2 separate regions of the Columba livia genome follow, and region 2 is linked to region 1. The links are chromatin contacts, called in public Hi-C maps. All regions are on one chromosome and are shown on one strand. The core of a region is the stretch at or near the end of the contact, and the rest is flanking DNA. Distances in the headings are between cores, read along the strand shown. Region 1 has its middle 110 kb from the start of SMIM38. Region 2 holds the start of CCND1 (cyclin D1).

Evidence for each region. Hi-C and Micro-C count contacts between places; a contact is called where the count stands out from the background.
Region 2: a Hi-C map of crop shows a contact between it and region 1, with 4 times the contacts expected there. The contact joins the promoter of CCND1 here to the enhancer-like site in region 1. A contact is called at or near these places in 2 of 2 Hi-C or Micro-C datasets (crop and liver).

What each region holds. Positions count from the first base shown.
Region 1 is chr5:65,570,860-65,576,904 of bColLiv1.pat.W.v2, forward strand. No RefSeq gene overlaps it. Among named protein-coding and RNA genes, the nearest start is that of SMIM38, 110 kb to the left of the region's middle. Within about 2 kb of position 4,517, at least 3 of the 3 cell types and tissues checked have an H3K27ac peak away from gene starts, as active enhancers do.
Region 2 is chr5:65,810,842-65,816,871 of bColLiv1.pat.W.v2, forward strand. CCND1 (cyclin D1) reads left to right here and starts at 2,687. Exons shown (of 5, transcript XM_005511057.4): 1 at 2,687-3,340; 2 at 5,056-5,271; 3 at 5,819-5,978. The coding sequence starts at 3,143. It overlaps LOC110365151 (a long non-coding RNA gene), which reads right to left and starts at 803. Exons shown (of 11, transcript XR_010473161.1): 1 at 114-803.

The DNA of each region.
Region 1 (6,045 bases), core at 3,267-5,766:
GTAAAGGCAGTCGGAAGGACAGTGAATTGAAGGGAAGTAAAGTGACACAGAAACTAGCGAAACAGTGTTAGGCAGGCACGCAAGTGTAAAGGTGAAGTTAGACCAGTGCCAGTTAATAAGTTTTTAATACGGTATGCAGATGGTATCTGGGAGGGCTGTGCCTGCAGGGAGTGTTGGTCCTAATATTCATCAGCAGCTTCATGAAAGAAGATGCAGAAACATTTGTGTGACAAATGGTTTGTTAAACTTAGTGCCACTGGTGGAGAAAGAGCTCCTTTACCTCCATCATTTAATTAAAAATGTTCTACTTGGGTAGTTTGTTCTACATAGGTAGTTTTTGCTGTGGAATTTTAGATGTAAGATATTGGTCTCGGTGCATGTGATAACACTGCATCAACAGCGATCCTGTTCTCCAGAGTGCCTGGGCAGATCTTTCATTGAGGACAAAGGAAGTGTGGTTTGTGTTAAAGATATAGTTCAGCTTTCATAATAAAGCAAGTTGTGCATGATGAATGAAAGCCCTTATTGAGCTGAAAGTACACACACCAGATTGAGCAACGTTGATCTTTGTGCAACAAACAGCCGAGTAAGAGAAAGCAGGGACTGAGTTTCTGACTGTCTCGGTTTGACCTTCATTTTGTACTTTTTTTAGCTGCAAATTAACACATCCAATTGGTAGGCAAATGAGAGCTGAAATTTTGCCTGTTATTTGACCATGCAAGAAAAAAAGGAAAAAAAAGGTAGATATGCAAATCGCTGTCACAAAAGAGAAGGCCGGTCTTCTGACAATAGAAGCAATAAAGTCCAGTTGTATAATTTGTTATGCCATCAAGATATGCAATTATTCAAATTGTTAATTTAGAGGGACAGATTCCATACTCCCTGGCTGACTTTGAGCTATTTCTCCTCCCTCTTCCACTCCCCCCCTGCCTTTTTTTCCCTACAAAATCAAACACTGTCTTTTTAGTAGATTATTTACCATGAAGAAATACCTTGATTGGAATTAAAGCTGAATCAGATTTTAATTTACCGGGAGTGTTTGAAAGCTATTTTTCAAATGGCATAGCAACACAAAGGTAATTCACAGAGGCGTGTGTTTAAAATAAGGGGTTAGTTTATAGGAAAATCCGGAATGTGGGCTGGAACGTGTTCCAGAATTCCACCCTCTTGTCCTGGCTACACAAACAATGTGACCGAGGCCTGCCAAGAGTTGTCATGTTTAAATAGAGAGAAGGAAAGTGGCAAGAATTCCCTCGGCACCATAATCCCTGCAGCCTTGCTACTTAGCACTTTCAAGAGAAAGGCGGATACAGGAGGCAAGAATAAGACATAGCACACTCCACCTCTTCTCCCCAATAAACACTGCTTAGAATTCCATCTAATCTGGGAGAATAAACATTCTCAAAACTTTTCTCTGAACATTTGATCTCAATGACTAAAGTTGCTCATTTTAATTATTATATAATATATATATATTTTAGCCCTCTCTAATTTTTCACTGCATGCTGCAATGTCAGCTTTGCACACCCTATGCTCTGAGACTTAACTTGAAAACTAAATCCTGGAGTCTTGACTCAGACACATTTCTACAAACTTTAACAGGTTATTTGAGTTATAAAAACTACTCAGCTTGGAGTTGTAACTGCTGCTGAGTTGACAGTTGTGGAAAGAGTTAAAGAACTTATCACTGAGGTGATGACTGTTGCATAAGGGATTCTCAACCCATGTTGAGCTGAATTCCTCACTACACAATATTGAATGGATGAGTTTTTATAACCACTCAGTCAGAAATGAATGTATAATGCACTGGCACGAAAATGTCCATCCCACCCGGAGGCTGGCAGGTATCCCTCTCTTTTGAGGTAACCAATTTTTTATGAACTGTCAACCTTGTTTCTAATTGGAATTAAAAGAATGGTTTTATGGTCCTCTTTAAAGGTTTTTATAAGTCGACTGGCTGCCGTTTAGCATTACGAAGACTGCGTTAGGGGGATGTAGCAGGAATTGTTTTTATGGGCTGTGGCAGGGAATGGATGTAGTTTTAGGAGGTTTTACATTTTCCTTTTAATGCCCTCCAAAAAGATGCACACCACAACTGCTTCACATTCCCACCTGTATGATAGGTTCACCACTCACCATTATTCCGCACAAAATTTTCATTGGCTTTTTCCATTAGGAATGTCAAGTTCCTCTTCAGACAAGAGTCAGAATATTTACAAAGGCAGAAGTTAATACAGTCTCTGTGAGAATGTGTGTGGAGCCTCAAATTCACATAGGGAACGATGGATCTTTCTCTCATGTTTGTATATGTTTAGTTATGTGTGTCTTCAGTCTTGCCTGAGGCATTGAGGTTGTTGCTATCTTCTAAATAATTGCCTTTCTACTACTACTTTTCAAGGGAAATACAGGAGACAGAGGAAATCTGGGTCTGTGATGGTTTTTACTCTAGATTTATTCTTAGAACAGGTACCTTTGCTTTTTTTAGCATCTATAAAGTGGGAAAAATAGCGACCAATTTCCCAAAAGCAATTGCAAGACTTCAGCAACTAATGCTGTAAATTATGTGAGACACTGAGTAAAAGGCAATCAGTATGCTGAGCACTGCAGAGCTATTAATGTCCAGGCCAGGTTTTTCAAGGAGCTGAGCACTCAGCGGTTGTTGTCGACTTCCAGTTCAACTCCCAAAGGAAATGCCAAAATAATCCAAACTTCTGCTGGAGGCTTAGTGCTTCAGGGAATCTAGTCATCTGATTTGGAGACGTACGTGGGCAATTGAGTTCTTCTGAATATCTTATCCGTAATGGCTATATTTAAGGTTGGCACATCCTTCTTACATGACTGGCCTATTAAATATTTTGAACGGCTCTGCTTTCATTTTTTAATGAAAACAACAACATCAAACCAAATCAAACAAACAAACAAACTCCAAGCCTTGAAATATATTTCCTTCTCATTTTGCTCCCTGGGACACCAAAGTCTCTTATTTATGAACTGAACAGGCAATTACAGCCTGCAGTTCCCCACCCAGTTCTGCCAATGTGCCTGTGTCCTGCCCTGCAGGGTGGGAAGCAGTTTGTTCCTTATGCCCAATCAGTCCTTGGCCTCTCTCCTCAGCTCTCAAGAAGCACTTTTTCTCGTGCAGTATCGCCAACCAGTAACCAAATTGAAGCAATTAAACGTTTTTGCACATGTATCGTATGGTAATGACTTTAGATTGTCAAGTGAAAGTATCCAGAACCCAGTAACAACATTTTGAACTAGTCGATACCTCATAAAATAACTTTTGTCCTGCAATTGATTGTGTCTTAATCTTTCCTTTTTAAAACCAAAGCACGGAATGGCTACTCTCATTTGAGAACTAGTTGCCATGCATAAGTCACTCTGTCTCTGGTATATTTATAAACAAACACTTTTGAAGGATCAGATACTTTTTCTAAGTTTTGCAGTTGTAAATGAAACAAATTGGATGAATATATAACATGGAACTCTAACCACCTATAGACTTTCTTGTATTAGCTTTGAAGTTGTTTGCGTTTGTTTTGTTTTGGAAAAGTGTACATTCCAAGCGATCAAACCCTCAAATATTTGTTAGGAAGAGTGTTTGTTAATGCCTGTCCTCAGTTGTGAAAGCACTTCATGCTTTCACAGAAATTATCTATAAGAATGAACTATGGAATCTATGACAGATGCTGAGAAAGGAGAACAAGTTAAACTTGTTCTTGAAAACTCCTCCACTCTTCTGGGAATGTTGGACCATTGCATAACAAATAGGAAGATATACAAGCAGCATATATACTAATGTATAACCTAGATATAACAGATTGAAAGGATCTCCTATCCTGTTTTTTCTTTAAATTTCTTGTATTCTAGCACACATTTTTGGTGAGAGATTTATATGGATTATATTGACTTGCCATTCTGTTGGCAAGAGTGTTTCTTCCTATATTTAATCTTCCTTAAAACTGCTCAAATTGTTCTATTAGACATGCCTGTTACATTCGTTTTGAGTGCGGAGAACAGGGCAGCTGCTTTAACAGTTGTCTTTTCTGTTACAGTCTTATCAGAGGAGCTATAAAAATATGGATGTCTCTTTCTGTATGCATGATTTTATAATCATGAATGATCTTTGTGCTGCGCTGATGCCTGAGAAAATGAGAATTGCCACTATGGGGCTCAGTGTTGTCAAAAGCACATGTCTGTACACGAGCACAGAGGCACATGGCAGGCTAGAGAGAGCTGCTGCAAATGGAATTACTCTTCCTATATACATAATATGTCCTTTAGGTGGAGCCATTGCGTTTTTTTAAGATAAGATTGCACACTTCAGAGTCAGACGCAGTAACAGAAAGGATGCAGCGTACAATACATCCTTATACCCCAAGTGACTCGGAAACATCTGAGTGTACGGAGCCGTCCCCATGTACAGGATGTAACGTCGCTAGAGTAAATATAGAGCGGCTGGTGTCAACGGTGAAGAAAGCAAAAGCTAAAAGAAGAATGGCAACTTGAAATAGCCAGGAATCTCTTTCTCTCTCTCTTTTTTTCTTTTTGTTTTGTTTTGTTTTTTTTTTAATGCTTGCTGAGACATGGCTTGGTTTTTAAATGTTCACGTCAGTGAGCAAGGAAAAGTAAAAAAGCAGAGGGAAAGATATGTATTAATAGTTATTAGCAATGGGTGAGATCTGTGGAGACTTTATTTGAACTACCAGGCACTGCAAAACCCATCAAAAAAGTGAAGTGTTTGGGTATGTCGGTTGGGTTCACGTGGCTCTTGGTTGATGACGAATCATGAGGAATCTTAGAAATATGCACAGAGAAATGCCTGGGGTGGGCCTCAAAGCAAAAGTGAAATGTCTTTTGTCCATATTTTGTTGCTGGGCTGGCAGGCAGTGTTGCTTCATATCAGGGGCAGGAGCAAGGACAGTAGAAGCCAGAATGTCTGGGTTCATAGCCCTGGCCGCCAGTTGCTCACTGTGCTCTTTTAATACATCTTCCAAACTCTTTGTGCTTCGGTTTGAAGCAATTATTGGGCTTAATGATTTAACGTATTTTCAGATGCTTTGAGAATGTTGGGTTAATGGGATCACACACACACAAAGTGTTGCTGTCCTTGTTTATGTATTGTTTAGATGGAGTTTTCTTAAAAATCAAGGCACCCTCTGTCCCGTGTTTTCTCCCTCCGTGCAGGTCAGGAAAGCACAAAGGTACTGTATGTCTGTAGCGTTTCCAGCAGCTTCCCCAGACCTGCTTCCAAAGCTCATTGAAATCTTGTTAACAGAACACTCTACCTCCCTCGGATACCTCACACTGCAGAACAGCTTTGAAGGCCTAGACTGAATAATGAAGGAAACAAGGGCATCTGGGGTCCATTATTTACCCCATTTCATAAGGCGCTTCTACAAAGTCTGCTGCCTGCCTTTTCAGATCCATGACAGAAATAAATACAAAGCCTGGAAAGAGCGAGCAAGTCAGAGTTGTCTGCTGCCCTCTCCACTGCCCCCCTCCCCTTTTCTTCCTGTTTCACGGGACACATTTATTTCATTGCAGCTAAATGTAATTCTCTTTCTGCCTAAGACACTTGTTCTTTCCCCTTCCCAGACTGTTTATTATAAGGAACTCTTTTCCTTTTTTTTTTCCTCTTGGGAAGCTGTCTCAAACACCTTTAGGTATGTCTAAAGGAGACCAGCGTGAAGCTACTCACAGATCTATATATTCATTTATTTATTTTTCATGTCAAACCGATCAAGGACTTGAAGTGCGACTGTGGCCACGTTAGGAAAACACGTGAGATGTCAGTAAAGTGATTCCCATCTCAGTGTGCTAATTCACAGGAGGGTATTTTAAAGTAATGGGAGTAATCTGAAATGTTAATGTGTCCGAAAGGCTGGAGCTGTCGCAGAGGGAACTAGTTGTGGATATTTAGGATAATTCTAGAGTGCCTGAGAGTTTTTAAAAGGGCTGGCCCAAAAGTTGGCTACATTGATTGTGAAAATAAACCTCCTACAAACCTGACGTGCCAGTGAAAAGCTTTTAGAATGCTTAGTC
Region 2 (6,030 bases), core at 1,437-3,936, 240 kb after region 1:
GTCCCACCAGAGCCCCGGGAACGGGAACCATGGAATCGTAGGGTGTCCCGAGTGCGATAGGACCCCCGGGGACCACCGAGTCCAACTCCTAAGACCAAGAACTCTGAACCCACCGCGCACCGGGGCACGTCCCGCCTCATTAGCAGGACATAATGAGACGCCGCAGCGGAGGGAAGCGGGTCCGTTTGTGCCGGTTCAATCCGCTCGGGGCCGTTTCGCCCCGAGGATGTCGGGTCGGGGTGTCGCTCCCGCCGCCGCCGCGCGGCTCTTCGGAAGATTACGGCGGCCGGCGGCACGCGAGGAATGCGCGCCCCCGCGCGCAGGCGCGCACCCCGAGCTTCCCTTTTCGCCGGGCGGCGGCGCGGGGCGGGGTGACGTCATGAGAAAGTGCCGGCGGGAGCGGCGTCCCCGGCAGCGGCGCCGCGGGGCGGGGCGGGAGCGGCGGGGGAGGAAGCGCCGTCGGAAGCGCTGTCGGAAGCCCCGGGGCGAGAGCGGCGGCGGCTGCAGCGCGGATCCCGCCCCCGGGCCGGGCGGCGGCGCGCCCGTTAAGCGCGCACCCCGGGGCGGGGAGCCGAGCGGGCATCCCCGGGGGCGGCTGGGGGAGCCGGTAACGCCGGGCGCCGCCGCAGCCCCGTCCCGCTGCCAAGCGACGGGGGCGGGACCGCGGTGCCGCTTCCCCGGCTCGGGCAGGTGCGGGGTCGCCCGGTGCGGAGCGCGGAGCTGTCACCGGGGCGAGCCGTCCCGGTGGCCGCGGCTCCGGCGCTTGTGACCCGTCCCCCTTTTGTGTCGGCGGGACCGGGCGAGCCCCGCGCCGAGATCTGCCCGATCCGCCTGGTAACAGCCCGGCGCCCCCATTGGCTCCCGCTAATGGCCGCTTCCTGCGGCCGCGCCGCCCCGCGCCGCCCGCCGGGGGCTCCCCCGGGCCCGGGGCCAGCGCCGCTCCCCGCCCGCCGGCAGCGGGTGTGAATGAAACACCGGCCTCGGGTTGAAAACGGGGGGGGATAAACCCCTCTCTCCAAGCCCACCCCAGGCGGGAGGGCGAGGATGCCGGAGGCGTGGGTGACGGAGCCCGGGTGACTCGGGCGACGTGGCCGGGGACAAATGTTTGGAGGCAAAGAGCTGGTGTGACCCAGGGGAGCGGGGTCCCTGCACCCCCAGAGCCACTGCTCGCTAGAAAGGTGCAGGGAAGTCAATTAAATGCGACCCCCCTAATTTTGCGTCCTGGGCAGGCTGCGATCCAGTCTGGAAGTGCTGGGTCGTGGTGTGATTCTTCCTTAAAAATTAAAACCTGAAGTTGTGAAAACAGAACTGTGTGTCGAAGCACAAGGGAGGGACGCGGGCACGGGGCAGCTTCCTCACCGAGGAACCGTCCAGATTCGCCCCGCGGGCTGCGGCGTGCGAGGGGAACCGAGATCCCCGGGCCTCCGACGTGCCAGCAAAGCCAAAATGGAGACGAATGGTCAAGCAAAGCGGTGAACTAGGAAAGATGGGCAGATATTTCACGCGGAGAGATTACATAAACACGCAACTGTGCAACAACATGCCCTGTGATCTTTGGCACTGCTTTTCCCCGCAGGTCATGCAGGAGAGATGCTGTGTGACTGCACGGCGTGTCCACCATGGCATGGCCTCCACGGCATGTTCTCCGCGGCCAGGAGACCTTGCTGGCGATGCCGTACCACCGGTAGTTCCTGCTAACGGCACCGCACCCCGGTTGATGTTAAAACACCATGGCTGGGGTCAATCCGAGCGCTCAGGTTGAGGGGCGAGCGGGCAGAAGGCCGCGTGAACCCCCATTTATGGCCTTCCCGCTTCTCCCCACGCCGCTTTGGTGCGGGACGAGTCGTTCCTCCCGTGCAGCGCTGCATTGGTGGCACCTCCGGTGTTCTCCAGCAGGCCCCAAGCTCCGTTATCATCCCCTCGAGAAAGCGAGGGGGTTTAAAAAAGACCTTTTTAATTAGAAACGACGCAAAGTAAAGCGTTTTCAGGTACAGGCAGTTCATCACGGGAGTTATTTACGGTGGGGCCCCGTGGTTGCGCGTCACGCGTGGACAGGCTGTCCCGGCAGCGTGGCGTGTCGGATGAGGCCCCGGCAGGCGGCTGCCGGCACCTCCCTCTCTTCCCCCCCCACCGATTCATCTCCCTTTAGGTGCAAGAGGAAGCTCTGGCCACCATTTTGCTGCTCTGCTGGGATATTTTTTCTGGGTGGCTGTGCGGTGGGGGTGGGGTGCCGAGCACGGCCTGCCCGCCGCCCGCTGCGGCTCGGATTAGCCGGCACCCTGTCCCCCACCACCCCTGTGCCCCTTTTGGATGGCAAAACCTTTAAAGTTAAAAGAAATATGTTAAAAAAGAGGAGAAAAAGCATAATCTTGGCAAATGGGGAGGAGACCCCAATGTCTTTACAATTCTGGCGTGCGGCAAAACCATCTAGGCTGGGAAAAAGTAGGAAATGGGAGAAAGATTTTCCCTTGGGATCGACTACAAAGAGCAGGAGTTCAGGTTGGGAGCGCGGCCTTTTAAGCGACAGATATCGCAGGTATGCACCGGTGACGGCAACAGTAATAATTGATAAGGAACAGCAACGCACTGGTCGTGCCCCGGTCCCCCTCCCCGGCGCCCCCAGTAAAATAATACCGACCAAGCCTCCTTGTATTTATACCCCCGCGTGTCTGTGTGTGGCCTGGCCCCATTCATCATTTGGCTCCCATTGCAGAACTCGCTCCATTTTTAAAATTATGCATGATAGAGACAATTTGGGTTTCCCCCACCTCTCCCTTGCCCTTGAAAGCAAGCCCTTGTCTCATTTGCATTTGCATTAAACCTCTGCTCTCTATAAGCTAAGCAAAGGGGAAGGACTTGAAGCCTATGGGATGGCTTTAGGGCTCTGCCCCTTGCTTTTGGCTCTCTCTCTTTCTCATTCTCTCTCGTGCTTTGATCTCTGCTTAACAACAGTAACGTCACAGGGACTATACAGGAGAGTTTTGTTGGAAGTTAGAAAGTTTTGCAGCCTCCAGAGGGCTGTAGCGGCAGTAGCAGAAGCAGCATCCAAGGGACTCCTGGAAGGGGAAGAGAGAGGGAGCGAGCGAGCGACTGACTCAGTCCCTCCTGCAGAAAAAACTGAGCGGAGACCACGGAGGCAGACATGGAACATCAGCTGCTGTGCTGCGAGGTGGAGACCATCCGACGAGCCTACCTGGATGCCAACCTCCTCAATGACAGGGTGCTGCAGACCATGCTGAAGGCGGAGGAGACCTGCTCGCCCTCCGTCTCCTACTTCAAGTGCGTGCAGAAAGAAATCTTGCCATATATGAGGAAAATAGTTGCCACTTGGATGCTGGAGGTTTGTATCTTTCGGGGCATTTTTTTTCTTCCTTTGCAAGCTTCGGCACCGAAATGAATTAAGGCGGAGAGCTGCCCCCCCATCTCCTGCGGCGCCCGGCGCCCCCCCCCTTCCCGAAATAAAGTTCCCCGGCGCGGCACACGTTGCTCCGGCTTCGGGTGTACGGAGGGGATGGGAACCGGGGTTCCGATCGCTGTCGCCGTTATTGTCGCTTCTTTATCCTCGGGTCCCGCCGCGGAGGAGCGGCGGACACCCCCCTTCCCCCTCACCGCCGGTAACACTGCGTCGGGGGTCCGGGGGTGCCCCGGTGACTTTTCCGGCCGTCGGGGCAAAGCGGTACCGGCGGAGGGGAGCGCGGGGAAGAGCCGGTTCGGCCGGACCCCCCTCCGAGGAGCGGCCCCGGTTCCCGAGCCCCCGGCCGCGCCGGGAAACCATGCCAGTTAATTTTTTCTGGGGATTTTATTTTAAATTAATATCCTTGTACACGTATGCAAGTGGCTGCCCGTGCCAGTGTTATGCGCCATCTTTGTTCTTTTTTATTTGCAAAGCAAAAGAAAAAAAAAAAAGTGTTTATTAATCGAGAGAAAAAATTAAGAAAGTCCCGGGGAGCAAGCCAAGGGTGTGTGTGGCGGGGGGAGAGCGGAGGAAAGGGCCGGAGGAAGAAGGTCGGGGGCCGGGGGACCCCGCTGGGGCTGCGGGCAGGGGGACCGGCCCGAGGGGCTCCGGCGTTTCTTGGGGGAGCTGCAGGGTGAAAGTTTCTTTGTTCAGCGCGAAGAGAGGCTGGAGCTGTGGTCACCCCTCAAAGGCACGCTTGTGCGCGGCGGCGATCTGCAAGGTCGCCTGGGAAAAGCGAGTTGGAAAGAGCCTCGTCCCCTGGAGGGACAAGTCTCGGGGGGCTCCCAGCGGGAGCCCCAGGGACTGGGCTACATTTTCATGCTTTTTCGGAAGGCCTGGGCGCCCGCGATCTATTTTTAATTAATTTTTGAAAGCGCAGCGCCCTGCCTCGCTCTGGGAAATGTCGCGCCCGGTTGTGCTGCAGGGCGAATAGGGAGGCGGTGAATTTCACTTCGGGGGGCTTCCCCGGAGCCCCCCAGGATGACCACGTCCACGGGGTTCGGTAAAGGACCCCCGCCGCTTCATTTTCAACCTTTTTTGAAAGCTCCACGGATTTTTTAAATATTTTTAAATATTTTTTGAAAAGATGACGTCTGGGGAAATGAGGCTGGACGCCACCTTTGTGTCTCGACCAGAGAAGGGAATAGGCAGCACAACGGCAAATTGGATGAAAAAATAAAAGCGAAATAAATAAATGCGGGGCCAAGCCTGGCTCTGCACCCCATTCCCAGGCACGGGGGGTCGCATTTTCCTCCGTTTTCCTTTTTCTTCCTTTTTAAAAAAATTGTCTTAGGGGCTGGAAGATGGGGACAGACCTCCTTTTCGATCCCCCCCCCCACCCCCCACATTTTACCGTGAATCGCCTGCGGATTTCTAACGCCACATTTCTCCCCACTTTGTCACTCGTGACTTTCTCTTTCATTTTCTTTGATGTCTCTGTTTTTCCATTTTTTATCCGTTTCCCCCCACTGCATTTCCCCCTTCGTCTCTTTCAACCTTGCCCTGCAAAGCCTGGGAGGTGGGGGGGGAAGGGAAGACAGGACAAGCCCAGTTTTCGCCTATATTAAATTATTCTTCAACGATCTCTCTCCTTCTTGCAGGTTTGCGAGGAGCAGAAGTGCGAAGAGGAAGTTTTCCCCTTGGCTATGAATTATTTGGACAGATTTTTGTCGTTCGAACCCCTCAAGAAAAGCCGATTGCAACTGCTGGGAGCTACCTGCATGTTTGTGGCTTCAAAAATGAAGGAAACTATTCCTCTGACCGCAGAAAAACTGTGCATTTATACAGATAACTCCATTAGACCCGACGAATTACTGGTAATTTCATGTTTAAACACCTCAGGAAAATAATAATAATAAAACACAAAAAAGCGCCTCTTAGGAAGCCCCTGGACACTGGGGGGGGCTGCCCCGCTGTCGGCGGCGGGTGGGAGCCGCTCCCCGCGGCCGCAGCAGCTGTGGCCCCACCGGGGGTCGGTCCGGATCGGGGGTGGCCGCATCATCCCCCAACCCCCCCCCTAAATTCCGCACCCCCCCAAATAACCGGAGCGGCCCCGACCGGACGCGGTTGGGCGTGGCGCGGGCGCCCCCTGGCGGCCTCCCGGGCGCACTGCGGGTCCCCCCCTGCACCCCCCGTCCGACCGGGGATCCGCCGGGGGAGGATTCGTGTGCGTGGGTGTGTGTGTGTGTGGGTGTGTGTGTGTGTGTGTCCGTGTCCGTGTCCCCATCCCAAACCCCCTCCGAGGGCTGAGTGTCCCGGCTGCGGATGCTGCCGGTCCGGCCGTGTGCGAGCGGAGCTAACCACATTTCCCCTCTTCTCCTTCCTCTTCTCCTTCCCCCTTCCCTCCCTCTCTTGTCTTTGCAGCAAATGGAGCTGCTTCTGGTGAATAAGCTGAAATGGAATCTGGCTGCAATGACCCCCCACGATTTCATTGAACATTTCCTTACTAAAATGCCTCTGGCAGAGGACACCAAGCAGATCATCCGTAAACATGCTCAGACTTTTGTGGCTCTGTGCGCTACAGGTATGAGCCCTGCACGTTAAGCAAAGCGCGTCGCTCCCCTACACACCCCCTG